Linked DNA regions of Gossypium hirsutum: region 2 is linked to region 1. The links are chromatin contacts, called in public Hi-C maps. All regions are on one chromosome and are shown on one strand. Each heading gives the region's core, a stretch centred on a gene start, on an enhancer-like site or on the middle of the called end of the contact. The rest is flanking DNA. Distances are from core to core; before and after follow the strand shown.

Evidence for each region. A called contact is a pair of places that touch in the nucleus more often than the background predicts.
Region 2: a contact with region 1 is called in a Hi-C map of leaf, with 1.6 times the contacts expected there. The contact joins the promoter of LOC107948112 here to the enhancer-like site in region 1. A contact is called at or near these places in 6 of 34 Hi-C or Micro-C datasets (callus, leaf, petal and 1 more).

The regions. Positions count from the first base shown.
Region 1 is chrA03:58,574,868-58,578,488 of Gossypium_hirsutum_v2.1, reverse strand. It overlaps the pseudogene LOC107957332. Among protein-coding and RNA genes, the nearest start is that of LOC121227134, 62 kb to the right of the region's middle. Within about 2 kb of position 1,593, at least 7 of the 9 cell types and tissues checked have an H3K27ac peak or open chromatin away from gene starts, as enhancers often do. A contact at or near this core is called in leaf, where this site is marked.
Region 2 is chrA03:58,688,692-58,692,312 of Gossypium_hirsutum_v2.1, reverse strand. It overlaps LOC107948112 (transcription factor PRE6), which reads left to right and starts at 1,729. Exons shown (of 2, transcript XM_016882582.2): 1 at 1,729-2,532; 2 at 2,854-3,239. The coding sequence starts at 2,407. The coding sequence ends at 3,009.

The DNA.
Region 1 (3,621 bases), core at 344-2,843:
ATATGACGTGTATTGCCAAGAGTAAGATAAGGGGGTAAATTCAGAATTTTTTTTAATAGCATTGAAATTAAATTATAAATTTTTAAAAGGTTAAAATATAATTTTATTATTTATTAAATTTTTATTTTATTATTTTTGAAGGGATTAAATGATTTTTTTTAGTTTTAAAGAATTGAAATATAATTTTACTATATATTAACTTAAATTTTCATTATTTATAAATGGATTACATCGCATGATTTTCAATGTTTGGGGAGGGGTCAAGTCCCCTGTCTTCCCCCCTTCCCCTTAAAATCGCCCCTCTTATTGTTTCTTAATAGAATTTAACTTTTTTAAATTTAGAATCAAATTGATAAAATTTGTAAATATTAAAAGTTAAATTTATTATTAGAATAATAAAAAAATTCCACATCATCTTTGTGTTGATTGGCTAACGATAATTAATGGAAGAGTGACTAAAATATTTAATTTTAAAAGTTAAGTGACCAAAAGTGAACAAAGTGTATATTTGAGTGACTATTATTGTGCTTTATCCTAGAATTTAAAGGGTAAAAGTATCATAGTGGCCTTTGTACTAGGAGTCAATTGCATTTTGCTCCCTCCACTAAAAATAGTAGGCAAATTAGTTTTTGTATGTTAGATTAAAGAGCAAACTAGTCATTCTATTAAAAATTTCATCCAATTCTATTGTTAAAACTTGGCTCCTGTACGCCGGCATGAGGTGTACGTAGCATGCTATGTGTAATTGTTTGGTTATTTCATCAATCACGTCAATTTTTAACAATAAACATTGATGAAATTTTTAACAAAAAAGGACCATTTTACTCTTTAATCTAATATACAGGGATTAATTTATCTATTTTTAAATAAATAGGGCAAAATATAATCTGACTGTTAATACTAGTGCTTTTGTAATACTTTTATCAATTTAAAAAGTATATAGGGTTTTTTTCATATATAAGGAAAGTAACGACTATTTTGAAACCACAATCAAATAAATATTTTTGTAAGTGTTTTTATCCTATACTCAAGGTCACTAAACTATTCGTAAGTTTATATTTTGGTTATTTAACTTTAAAAAGTTACAAAATTATTATTGAATTATAAATTAATACCCATCAATAAGTAAAAGAAATACCTTAAATTCAAGTCGATCTAACGGCTAATGTCAAAAATAGAAAAAAAACTATTTTAATTTTGATTTGTAAATTTGTAATATTTAAAATTATTTAATGAAAAGAATTGAATTATAGAAAAAATGGAAAAAAAAACTTTTGATTAATGTAAGTGATGCACTATACAACGATTTTAATAAAATAATTTATTGACAAATTTTATAATTTTTTTATCAAAATGAAAATTTACTAATAATTTAGTTAGCATGAGTAGTCTAGCATTCATTCTATTATATTTAATTTATAGTAACCTACTACGTAAACTTGACTCCAGCGTCCATCCGGCATTCACTCGTCGTCGGTGTGCTTTTTCCCTTGCTGAAGAAGAAAAGCATCCCTTCAATAAATGACAAAGTCCCTTAAAACCAACGGTCCTGATCACATCCTTTTTCTCCCACTTAATCAACGTCCCTTTCGCTTTTTCCTTTGATGGCAAACTTTGTTTTCACAACCGACACATCACACAAATCAACATGGACCCTGCACCTAAACCTAAATATCATCTTGAAACACATTCATTCCTCAACTTTTAATTTTGATTGATTTTGTATTCATTTTTTTAATGCGAAGGTTTACCTTGAGTTAACACGTGAAGGATAATCAGAGACTGAGCCAAAGAGGTTATGGCGGGAATGAGTGACTCAGTGCCCATCAGGTTCCCCTACAGGAATTTAAACAAGGAATTGGAGGTTGAAATGACCGACGATCCTCATTTCCGGATCGATCTAAATTCCTCTCCGAACTCTCCTTCAGCTTCTTCTTCGTCGCCTTCCTCGAGGGTTCCCAATGGAAACGCTAACTTATCGTCGCCGATCCATGCCGGATCTAAGGATTTTAGCTTTATAACTCTGGTTCTTAGTTGTACGGTCGCCGCCGGGGTTCAGTTTGGTTGGGCTTTACAACTATCGCTATTGACTCCTTACATTCAGGTCTTTCCAATACTCTTTTTTTTTTTCTTTAGTCTTGTAATTTATGTTAGTTTAAGTATTTTAATGAAAAATAGTAAGCTAGTGACCATGAATGTTTTGAAGTTTGAATTTGGTGCAATGTGTTTACATTTAATGACAATTTTTGTGTTATTGGGGGTTTATCTGTACGAAATAGAAAAATAAAATCAGCGAGTGCACTTCTTGTTGGTATTATTGAATTGGTTAGATAGTAGATGCTACAATTCTTTTTTCATTATTGTTTAGTCATTAATTTACTTAGTTTTCATGTACTGCAGAAAGAATTATTGGTGTGGTTATAGGTTACGAAAGAGAGATCATGGCGTTGGGAGGCAGATTTTCTTTTATTATCATTTTCTAGAAATTTTTCTTATAATTTGTAGAAATACTTATCATCTTTAACAATATAAATTAAAACGTACTAGTTAGAGAAAAGAATGTTAGTCATTTTTTGAAGAATAATTTTCATTTAAAATAATTCTCAAAATATTTTGTCAACTTCTTGCTTATGTAATACTCTCTCTTTATTTATTTAAAAGAATGTTATAGTCATTTTTTGAAGAATAATACTCTCTCTTTATTTATTATTATTTTTAGCCTTGGCTGTATTTCTTTTCAACGCTCTGAGCTTCTCTGATTACTGTATATTTTGTTGATTCATGCAGACACTTGGAATAGAGCATGCTTTTTCTTCATTTATTTGGCTTTGTGGTCCGATAACTGGTCTTGTGGTAGGTGATGGGAAACCATATTGCTGTATTTTTCTATATTATTGCCTTCTCTTTATTTTTGAGTCCTAATGGGTGTAACATGATATTTTAATGTGGTTATTTGATAGATCTGCTGTAATAGCTTGTGCTGCATTTTGAACTAACTCCTAAATAGTTGGGGCTACCTTTCATGTAGAAGGTAGAGATGGGGGTACCCTAGAACATTTATTTGTTTGATTGCATAATAGAGAATTTCTTTGCTTATTCAATTTTCCATTCTCTCTCTCTCTCTCTCTCCCCCTCCCCCAAGGTATGTCTGTGCAAATTAGGAAGCAGGTTACCTTTGTGTTTAATGCCTATTTTTTTTAAATGTGTTGGCACATGATAAATGCAAATGACTAGAGTTAAACAAAATCAGAATAAATAATACCTATCTACATTTATGATTTATAGAATTGTTTGCATTTTGATCTTAGGTTCAACCTTGTGTTGGTATTTGGAGTGATAAATGCACTTCCAAATATGGTAGAAGGCGGCCTTTTATCCTTGCTGGAGCGCTCATGATCTCTCTTGCTGTAAGCACCGAAGATGATTGTTTTCCTTTTATGCTATGTTTACGTTTATATATATATATATTCTAAACTAAGGTTTGCAATCTAGGTGATAATAATCGGGTTTTCTGCAGACATTGGATACTTATTAGGTGATACGAAGGAGCACTGCAGGTTTCCACTTTTGCTTTTGATTCATTCTCTTCTCTTATAGCCAACTCTCACTCTCCCCCACCTC
Region 2 (3,621 bases), core at 480-2,979, 110 kb before region 1:
TTTTATTGTAGTATTCACACTATGGATGTTAGCACGTCCGAAGGCGGTCATAAGAAAATATGCAAAACATCTCCTTTATACATGCCATATAACCGAGACTAGGAAAATTAAAAGACTGGCAAATCGAAAGCTTGATGGTGTGAGCTCCGAAGTGATTTGATCGTCTCATTCCACAAAAGATAAGTACAAGCAAAGAAAACACAACAGAGTAAGCATTATGTATGCTTAGTAAGTTCATATGAGTTAAAATAATAAACTCACCTTAATTCACAACTAACATAATGAATTAGCTAACTAGACAACTTTCCTGTCATCACATTTCACATTAGTAAGGTGAGTTTATCAGTTACAATCCTACAACATTTTGATATGTACAATACATTTCCATTCAGTGTCATTCTATTAGAATCATCGAACATATACGTCATTTCATCATTCCTAACATATAACCATTTTTAAATACAATACATATTATCAATAAGATATTTTCCATTTTACACTAATTGTTTAGCCCGATGAACTATAATAAACAGATACGGATACATGGGTAACTACAAAAACACACCAGATTCCTCGTCTGAACAACTCCAAGCACACCTGAGCACCGAAATGCTAAAATTATAGGCATCAGATGTCATAAGACATTACATCCCTCCAGAACACACCAAGGTTTGAGTAGAGACAGACAGTAATAATGGTCTCTGTAGAGATAAAACTCGGTAATCCGCAACAAATATTGGATTCCGATTTAAATAATGAATTCTCGGTACGTCAGTATCATCTCATACCATATCCCGCACAACACGCAAATAAACCTATTGGCATGCCAATTGTATGCATACGTTCCTTTAGGCACATTTAACACATTAATTCATTTCTTTACAATTCAATCCATTTCTCGCCTTTTTGTACCATTTGTAACCAATTCAAAATGCAATCACAAGATTTAATTTCATAATTTAAACATATCCAATATATTTACAAACATAACTACACCATATGAACTTACCAAACCAAAACGACTATAAGTGCAATATTGAGGACTAATCCGTAATTTTTTGCTCGATTATCTACTAGCTGGTCCAAATTTTGATCTATACGGTAATTCATTTCAAATTATCAGTTTCAATTACCTTATAACATCTTATTCTATGCATATGACATTTTAATTTCACTTTTCACAAATTCACTAAAGTTTCATATTTTATTCAATTTAATCCCTAAAACCTAAACAATAATATCTTTCACATTTAAGCTCTGATTTTCAATCTAATTCCAATCTCATCCCTCTACAGCCCTCTAATACCTATATTTATAGAAATTTCATTCTAATTTTGAAATATTTACACTTTAGTTCTTTTTTACTAAAATAACAATATCAGTTTACAAATTAGTCATTGTACCTTAATTAACTCTCCAGTCGAAAAAATGAAAAGACCAAACTTTAATTAAACTTTATACTAACATCGTAAATATTATTACTCACTCGTCGGAAATGGAGTTCCGAAACTACTATTTCTGACACTACTGAAAAACAGATTGTTACAGGTACAGTCTTTCTCAAGAAATCATGGCATCATCATCATTTAGCACAAATTCATTATTGTCAAAACTGAAACTCACACCACCCTTCTCGATCTTTGGTATCCAAAAGGATGTATCTGAATGATGCTCTATTCTCATCTTCTTCAGTCGCCTCTATTTCTAAAACGACCATGTCTTTATTCTTCTTCTCCTTCGTTGCTTTCTCTAGTTACATTAAAATAGGAGAACTTGGTCTTTGAAACTGGGAGACAGAGGATACATGTTGTGCCGTCCATTTCTTTTTATGTTCAATTTAAGATTTTAATAATTATTTATAGTTAATTATTGTTTAATTATGTTTAAATAAAATTATTTATATTTATTTATAAATTATTTATTTCTTATTCAATCATAATATATTATTTTATTATTAATTGATGGTAGATAAAACTCCAATAATAATCTTCCCTTTTCTTGAATCAAATGAATTCTTAAAACTTGTTTCCTCTTCTTCGGTGCATGCACACGAGAATGAGCGCACTTTTACATATATATAAATAAATAAAAATTAAGATTTCGGAGTAGACTCGAACCCTATATAAAAAGCAGCATATCCCACTTCTGTCTTCAAAGCAAAGCATCATAACCTCTCTTCTCTTTGTTCTTGGTTAACTCATCTCTTTGCTCTTTTCTCAGCTTAAGTTTCCAGGTCCTTTATGCATATATTATCGTATTCCCTTTTTTCTTAGGTTTTCTTCGGTGACAAATCCACATCCCATTTGTCAATTTAATCAAGAGTTTCAGATATCCTCACTTTCCTTAAGCCTTCATTCATTTAGTTTCTTGACACAAAAAATATAGTAGAAGTTATTTTAAAACACAATGTCAGGCAGAAGATCACGTTCCAAGCAGTCAAGTGTTTCCAGTATCACTGACAATCAGATCACCGATCTTGTTTCCAAGCTGCAACACCTTATCCCTGAACTTCGTCGAAGGCGATTCGACAAGGTATACCGACTACCACACCACTCTTTCTACTTTTTTCTAAATAAAATAAATAAATAAAAACACCCTTTCTTTTGTGAGGACTCCGTTCACTTTCGTAGATAAGTCATAATCAGAGCGCGCCTCATTTATTTTGATGTGGTGCCTTCTAGCAACAAGTTGAAGGTGTGGGACTCCATCTGTTCCTCATTTTTAACACCTCATGTTTAGTTTACACATCACGCTCAAATATTATATCATCAAAACTTAATTTAATTTTATATTCCAACTTCAATAGAAAAAGAAAAGATCCATAATATATTTTTCTCTCTAATATCTCTTCAGGTATCAACTTCCAAGGTGTTACAGGAGACTTGCAACTATATCAGAAGCTTACATAGAGAAGTGGAGGACCTAAGCGACCGGTTATCCCAGCTATTAGCTTCCACAGACGGCGGTAGCGACCAAGCAGCCATTATAAGGAGTTTACTTATGCAATAAACACCCATTTTCATTCACCTTTGGTTTTACTATATTAAGTACTACACACCTTTTCCATATCTTAGGATTTCCGGTAGTAATGCAGAAGAGATAGGAAAAGGGTGAAACATGGAGTACCATGCATGTTTTATGATTCTTGTCATCAACAGACTCTGTAAATCATTCAAGTCTATCATTATATATTTTATAAAATAAAATATTTAAAAAAAAAGAGTTGAGAGTTGTGAAAATTGGGTCTTAAATTTTATGAGTTGATTTACAGCTGCAATTAAAAGCAAATATTATATTGTTGTATTAGAAGAAAATATTGGTTTACCGATGGTGGCGCTTCTCATGATTATGGGAATTGGCAAAGTTTCAAAGCATAAATGAAGGCTATGTAATGTTAGATTTGAGAAGTGGACCCCGAAAGGTCAGCCTCAAAGGCTGATGACAGTCGCTGACACGTGATTTGCCGCACACCAAATTCTGTTTGGATCCTATAACATTATTAGTAGTATTTTGCGATAGGTTCGGAGTTTGAACCCGTGAATTCGTCATACTTGTTTTTAAATTTGGGAACCTTTTTTCTTTTTCTTTTTTTTTTTATATTATGTAGGTTGATTTTAGTGT